Linked DNA regions of Zea mays: region 2 is linked to region 1. The links are chromatin contacts, called in public Hi-C maps. All regions are on one chromosome and are shown on one strand. Each heading gives the region's core, a stretch centred on a gene start, on an enhancer-like site or on the middle of the called end of the contact. The rest is flanking DNA. Distances are from core to core; before and after follow the strand shown.

The links. A called contact is a pair of places that touch in the nucleus more often than the background predicts.
Region 2: a contact with region 1 is called in a Hi-C map of ear, with 2.5 times the contacts expected there. The contact joins the promoter of LOC100283632 here to the promoter of LOC100381570 in region 1. A contact is called at or near these places in 3 of 25 Hi-C or Micro-C datasets (ear, endosperm and leaf).

The regions. Positions count from the first base shown.
Region 1 is chr6:35,329,232-35,332,638 of Zm-B73-REFERENCE-NAM-5.0, reverse strand. LOC100381570 reads left to right here and starts at 1,760. Exons shown (of 17, transcript NM_001361448.1): 1 at 1,760-2,040; 2 at 2,826-2,906; 3 at 3,246-3,288. The coding sequence starts at 2,014.
Region 2 is chr6:36,002,465-36,005,871 of Zm-B73-REFERENCE-NAM-5.0, reverse strand. LOC100283632 (cycloeucalenol cycloisomerase) reads left to right here and starts at 1,884. Exons shown (of 8, transcript NM_001156533.2): 1 at 1,884-2,104; 2 at 2,191-2,360; 3 at 2,550-2,633. The coding sequence starts at 2,092. TRNAN-GUU (transfer RNA asparagine (anticodon GUU)) reads left to right here and starts at 464; the gene lies at 464-537.

The sequences.
Region 1 (3,407 bases), core at 511-3,010:
AAATAAAAATTCTCTTTAATGAAACCAAATCTAATGTTAGTTCAGTTCAACTTTACACTGTCCATGTAGTACGATCTAGCAAAGATAAGTGTTTACAATTTGTAATACTATTTACGATTGCTGTTTTTTTATATCTTAAACATATATTTCTAAAGTAAATGAGAAATATTATTGATTGACTGAAACTTACAACAGAGACAACATTTAAAAATACAGCTAGAGGAACAATAAAAATGCAATAGAAGAGAATGTGTTATGATAGCTAAGCATTGGTTATTCGCTTAAACCTGACATTGGACCTATTTAAAAGTACCGATAAATATTTTTTATTCCAAAAGAATGGAATGTGTGAGAACAGAATTCTCTTTTGTGAAGCAAAAACATTCTATGGACCATATAGTGACATGCTAGGGAACTCAAAAAATGCAGACACTAGCTTCTGCAAGCCCCTATGAAACCAACAGGCTGCAAGTTTGAAACGAATTGTTGAAAATAATAAAAAATAGAGCAATGATGCACAACAGCCTCAAATTACGCTGACAGGTATTGACGCGGCTGCCAGAATCAAAGTCTGAGCCCGCTCCTGGTGGTGTTTATTGGTGGTGTTCATGGGTATCACAAAATTTTAGGTTTTAGAATTAGTTTTCGAGCTGCCCATACCACTATTTTGTTGGTAAAATGAAGTCTTCAATGAAATGGACGGCTGCTCACTTCTATTTTTACTGCTCTCGCAAATCCATTTTTCACTTGTGTGAATGACCAAGCGATGATGCTATCACAAATAGTGTGGTGTGACCCTACAATTTCACTTTTCAGTCAATGATGATGGATCATACGAGACTTTTTTTACTTCAGCATGTTCTTTGATAGGGGACGAATTTGCATGAGGTGTTATGAACTACAGACGGAGGTGAGCATTGAGAGCGTTTGTGTATTAAAGTGCACTGCACTACAATACTTGTCTGTGGATGTTGAGCGTTTACTTTAGCTTAATCAATCTTGTAGTTTTTTAATGTTATCTTTGTCATCCATGCAAGATTATCTTCATCGTGTTTCGCAAGATGAGAGTCACCAAACACCTGTTTGGTTTTGTGTAGAACTTCACGCTCCTTTCTATCCCGGATACTTCTATCCTTATTCGGATGATGGTGCCTAGCAGCAACGATAGCCTATCATCGACCTTGACGAGCAGCCATAGATCTCCCTCAACAATTTATGTGCAGTCGCAACGCACATGCACTTAGTTAGTTAAGAATGAAGTTATTAGTTTTTACTATTTTAGATGGGAACGTATCTGGTGCAAACCAACTCCTCCGTGCAACCGTGCAAACTTCTAATCTGAACACATGATGTTAATCCAAGGGAACGCGCAGAGGAGTGGGAAGGGGAATTTTGAAAAGGTGTGATTAGCAGCGGACAGTTAAGTATAAAATTATCCACGTCCCTGCGTTTATTGGATCAACATTATATAATTTAGATTAGAAATTCGCACGGTTGTACAAATGAGTTAGTTTGCACCTGATATGTTCCCAATCCCATTTTAGATGGGAATACGAACAGGACACGGTTTAAGCAGTAAAAACGAACCAACCCCCACGCCGGCTTCGGTGGGTCGCGGATTCGTACGTCCCCGCCAAAAACCGGATTTGACAGCGGCCGATAACGTCCGCCGCGGCGGCGGCTGACGGGCTGAGAATAGGAGAGAGAAACCCCTCTTTCTCTTCCTCTCCTTCTCGACGAACCCGTCCCACAAGCACGTGCGAGCCAAGGCAGACAAGAGCGAGGTGGAGAGAGGGAGAGAGAGTGAGTGAGAGAGGAAAACCCCGCCCCCGTCCAGGCAACCTTCGTCGACGCATACGGCGGAGGCCACAGAGGCGCCACGCGAGGGAGCCCCGCCGCAGCAGCGGCCGCGAATTCGGCACCCCCGGATCTCCTTGCCGGCGCCCGGGGCCCCGATCGCCTCCTCCCCATGGTCGTGCCCCTCCGGGCGTTCTCCTCGCGCGGGCGCCTGCCATGTCGGACCTCGCTTCCACCAGCAAGGTATACGCCCGCCCGAGCCCAGTTCGCCACCTGATCCCTGTCGATTTCCCCCTCGAATTCCCCGGGGGATTCCCGCCCCGCTGCCGCCCGGCGGTTAATTCCGCGCCGAGGTTTAGATGGATGGATGGGCCTGAGCTGGCTGAGAGAGTGAGAGCTCGGACCCTAGTTTTTCCCAGCGCTTGCTGGCACCACTGCCTTATTTCCAACTGCGGTTCGGCCTCTTAATCTGCTGCCCGCCGTAGTCCAGCCCCGAGTTTTGGGGCTGTGTGTGTTGTTGGGAGGTGTTCTATGCTGCCTGAGCCACCGAATCTGTTGAGCTCACGTCCCGGCGATGTATACCGGCAACGCGAATCTGTGCACTGGAATGAATCAACGATCACTCAATCTCACCTAGACAAACGAAGAGCAGAGGCTGTTTTTGGTGTTGCGAAAAGAACAAGCAGCTTCTCTGTTGTGTTGTCTCTTTATTCAGACTTTCTAAAGTGATAAACATGCAGACTATGCGCTTGGTTTACAACTAACAGAATCAGCTCCTCATGTACTGTACTGATTGATAGGCTAGTGTTGGTTCCTTCTGTCACATGACGCAGTACTCATTCAAGCTACTCCTAGCTTGCACATGGCAAACCGACAAAATTCACTCCTAATAAATCGTTGTAGAGTTGGTAGTCCTGTTTTTTTGGTCCATGGATCAAACATGGCAAGTGTGGCGGTGTACTTCACGTGCGCAGCAACGTGTAACGGCACTCTTGAATATCTCACATGTTGACCCTTGTTTGTCACAGGATAAACTTGCGTATTTTAGAATAAAGGAGCTCAAAGATATCTTAAATCAGCTGGGGTTGCCGAAGCATGGAAAGAAGCAGGTCAGCAACTGTTGTGGTCTATTATTTCAGCTTTTCCAACACTCTGTTTCTACTCCGGGATGTGTAGGATTGCAACTGAATGGTGGCGCATGGCATACGAGCCTCCAGGGTGAACTAGCCATCTGGCAGTACATAGTTGTTGGGTCTGTTTGCTGTAGTGCTGTGCACAACTCGCTTTGGCAGTAACCATGGGTTCAATCCATCAGCATTGCATTTTCAGGAATCAGAACCATTCCCCCCCCCCCCCCCCCCCAACACAATCAGAATCTCATCTTCACTATACTTGGCTCAGCTTTGTACTTGTGGTATCTGATCCATTTTTGTAGTCGTTGATCACAGGACCTTGTTGACAGGGTATTGGCAGAATTATCAGATGAGCAAGGTATGGCGGGTTTTCCTGCATATTTGCCCCCCTATATTGTTGCCTTTAACTGCTGCATTTTTTTATGGTTCAATATTGGTTACCATTACTTTTTCAGTTGTGCTCAAGCCAGTAGGTTT
Region 2 (3,407 bases), core at 635-3,134, 670 kb before region 1:
ATACTGAAGACACTTTCAGTGTACTTAGGATACTACTAGTGTTCAGTCGTTTATACAATTTGTCGAATACAGGGAAGGGACGATTGATGAGTTCTTGAAAGTACTCTACAAATTAAAAAATGTTTCCAGACAGTCTTCCAGTCGGATCAGATCCATGGCTAGATGCAACTGCTTCCATTCAGTAGTTAGATTTTGTTTTACTCGTTGGTGAATTCATGGAAGTATGTCCTTAATTAACGAGATCAAGCTCTGGTTAAGAGTTTATTTTGAAATTGTTCTAACTTCTGGAACTCTACGTGGTGCTCTATGATCAGTTTAGCTTTAAGTTCCAACTTATTTTGGTCAGTTTCAATCGGCATTAGGTTCACAAAACATCTTAATGCAAACCTTCTTAGCACCATAAAAGTAGAAAAATAGTATGTACTAGCATATAAATAGCTGTGGGTTTATTCAAATCACCAAAGCTGGAATAGCTCAGTTGGTTAGAGCGTGTGGCTGTTAACCACAAGGTCGGAGGTTCAAGCCCTCCTTCTAGCGTTGTTTTTAACAACCTTATTGCTTCAACGAATTTCATCATAAATTGAAAAGGACGAGCTCTCGTGCTAAGTCAAAAGCTTAAACCTAGACATTTTAACTACATAATAATCATTACTTGAATGGGTTTTAGAATAAATTAAAAGAACTGGTATTTTTAATTACACAACATTTATTACTTCAATGAAAGAAACGAACCGCTACATACATAATCAGTGGCGGATAGGTAATTCCATAAACTTCTCTAACTCCACACCACATGGAACTAGACTGCTGTAAAACTTATACTATCCAGAAACTATTTGAACTGTGTTTGAACTTTGAAGAGCTAACCAATCTAGTTGACTTTGTAAAGCAAAGCGCTTCAAGAGGCCAACTGAAAGAGTCCAAGTTAAATAGACATGAATAAACTACAAGACATGCATGTACATACACAAAGTATAAGCAAAGCGCTTGAATTGATATAATTTTTAGTATAAGTACTCCGTAGAACGGTACGGATTGGTGAACAAGGCTAAATAAAAAAAAAGTGTCGATACACATCGAAGTGGCCAGAAGATGGGCCATTCTGATTGCGCAGTAGTCTGGGACCCTCCCGGCCCACACACACTACGCCTTTTTTTTTGAGAGTGAGAGAGAGAGGACACGCACTGCGCTTTAGGGGGCGTTTGGTTACTTGTATGGGTGAGCCTGGCTCGTATCTAGTGAGCCTGGCTCAGACTGGACTGGCTGAGTGCATGCAGTATAGCGTGTTTGGTTGTGTGTATGTGGCCAGTCTGGTTCACAAGAGATGTTGTTTGGTTGCTTGCATGAGTACATGGTGCATGAGTTAAAAAAATTGTTAAATAAATTAAAAAATCTATTAATAGACACTAATTATATGGTAAATTGCTTAATAGATACTAATTACATGTTAATATACACTAATTATATATTAATCTTAATCACGTAATTTTTTTATTTGAAATATATATAGTATGAGTGGTCTAGTTTCGTTCGCAAAAATGTCAGGAACGCGGATATGAAATCGGTTCGGTGATTAAATCTTTTAATTAGACGATATAATGAAAAAACCAATTAAAAACGTGTCTCGATATGCGTGCACGAGTAAAGAGCTGGCTGAGCGGAGCCTGGCCGCGCGCGTGCGGCCGCGCGATGCGTTTCTGCCGGGCCTGGCTCGCGGCGCTTTAAGGGCCTGTTTGGTTCGTGGCTAACTGCGCCACACTTTATCTAAGGTTAGGCGTTCGAATTGAAGAACTAACCTTAGACAGAAAAGTTAGGCAAAGTATGGCAAGTTAGGCAGTGAACCAAACAGACCTTAAGTTCCGTGCTAGCCTGTCTCGTGCGATACAACGAACCAAACAAACACTACTTTTTGCATGTGTAGATGCAGCTGCACCACCGGACAAGGCAACCAAACGCCCCCTTACACTCTCGGTGGCCAGTGGCCTGGTCTGTTCGGCTCCGAGCCTCCGATTTATCGATTCGATTCCATCATCCCTCTCCCGGCGCCCTGCCGTCCTGCGGGAGGGAGGTGCAAGCGGAACCAGCCCGGCAATGGCAGGCGCGGGTGGGTCCCGCGCACGCGCTTGTTTCCAGGAGCGGCCCGCGCACGCGTATCTGACCCGCGGGGTTCTCCTCTCCTCCCTCTCGCAGCTGCGCGGCGGCCGGGGGCGAAGCCCAGGGGCGGCGGCGGCGCGGGGAAGAGGAGCGCGTGGTTGGCGGCGGACGGCAGCAAGCGCTGGGGGGAGGCCTTCTTCCTGCTCTACACGCCCTTCTGGCTCACGCTCTGCCTCGGTGTCGTCGTCCCATTCAAGCTCTACGAGGTGCTCCTCCATCTCGTCACCATCGTCTTGTGTAGCCAGCCGCATGATTCTCGGTTGGTTGTTGGCCGGTCCATGGATCGGGTTCTCGATTGGATCTTGGACGACGTGATCGGAGCGGGTGAATAAACTACGTCTAATATATTACTATTTACCTTTCTACCCGTTCTTGGCTTCTTGTGCCATGTGCAGAGGTTCACGGAGCTGGAGTACCTGATCCTTGGCTTGGTGTCCACCGTCCCGGCGTTCGTCATCCCCCTATTCCTCGTAGGGAAGGTAACCCCCCTCCTCCTGTCTGTTCCCTCGGCTGGCTCTGGCTGCTCATCTCGCCAACATATGTATGTAAGGTTAAGGTCGCAGGATGTGTATGCTTTATGTTAATTCTTCATAGTATAAGGTGCACATGTGATTTATCTGCAGGCCACATTAGTGAAGGGGCAATGCCCGTCTTAACATTTTCATAATATACCAACCATTAGGTGAGAATGTGATATGGAAAGAAATAGCAAGCAGTTGGCAAACTATTAAAATTTAAAATGCAGAGCAGACTGGTAGGGGAAGAGGTCAAGCTACACGGTGCTCTGCTGCAGGAAGATCATTAGATTTAAGCCTACTACAGTATGGTCCCTCTTTGCTGTTTGTTTGTCTTCCCTCTCTGTCCTGAGACGTTCTGCATCTGTCAGCCACAAGCATGTGTTGATGCTGCCGGTCATGTGCTCTCCCTTTCACCTGTGAACATCACCTGTTATTTTCAATCATGTCCATTTTTGTGATTTGTGAAAGTGACCTTATGGGTGATCTGTATAATTCATACCATTACCAGATCATGTTGAATATGTCTTTGTTCCTTTAGTCTACCCTTGAATGGTGTCCTTCACTCTGACTTAGCTTCCAGGACTCTTACATCACCAAAGCCTTTGATTCCGTCTCTTGGCCTTTCTTGCTTGAAGTTCTCTAAAAACTGGGATTTGGACAGATTTGGAGAGATATCTTAAGCGGGCTATTGGCAACTTCCTCCACACAAGTTCTCCTCAATGGAGTTCCGAGGGA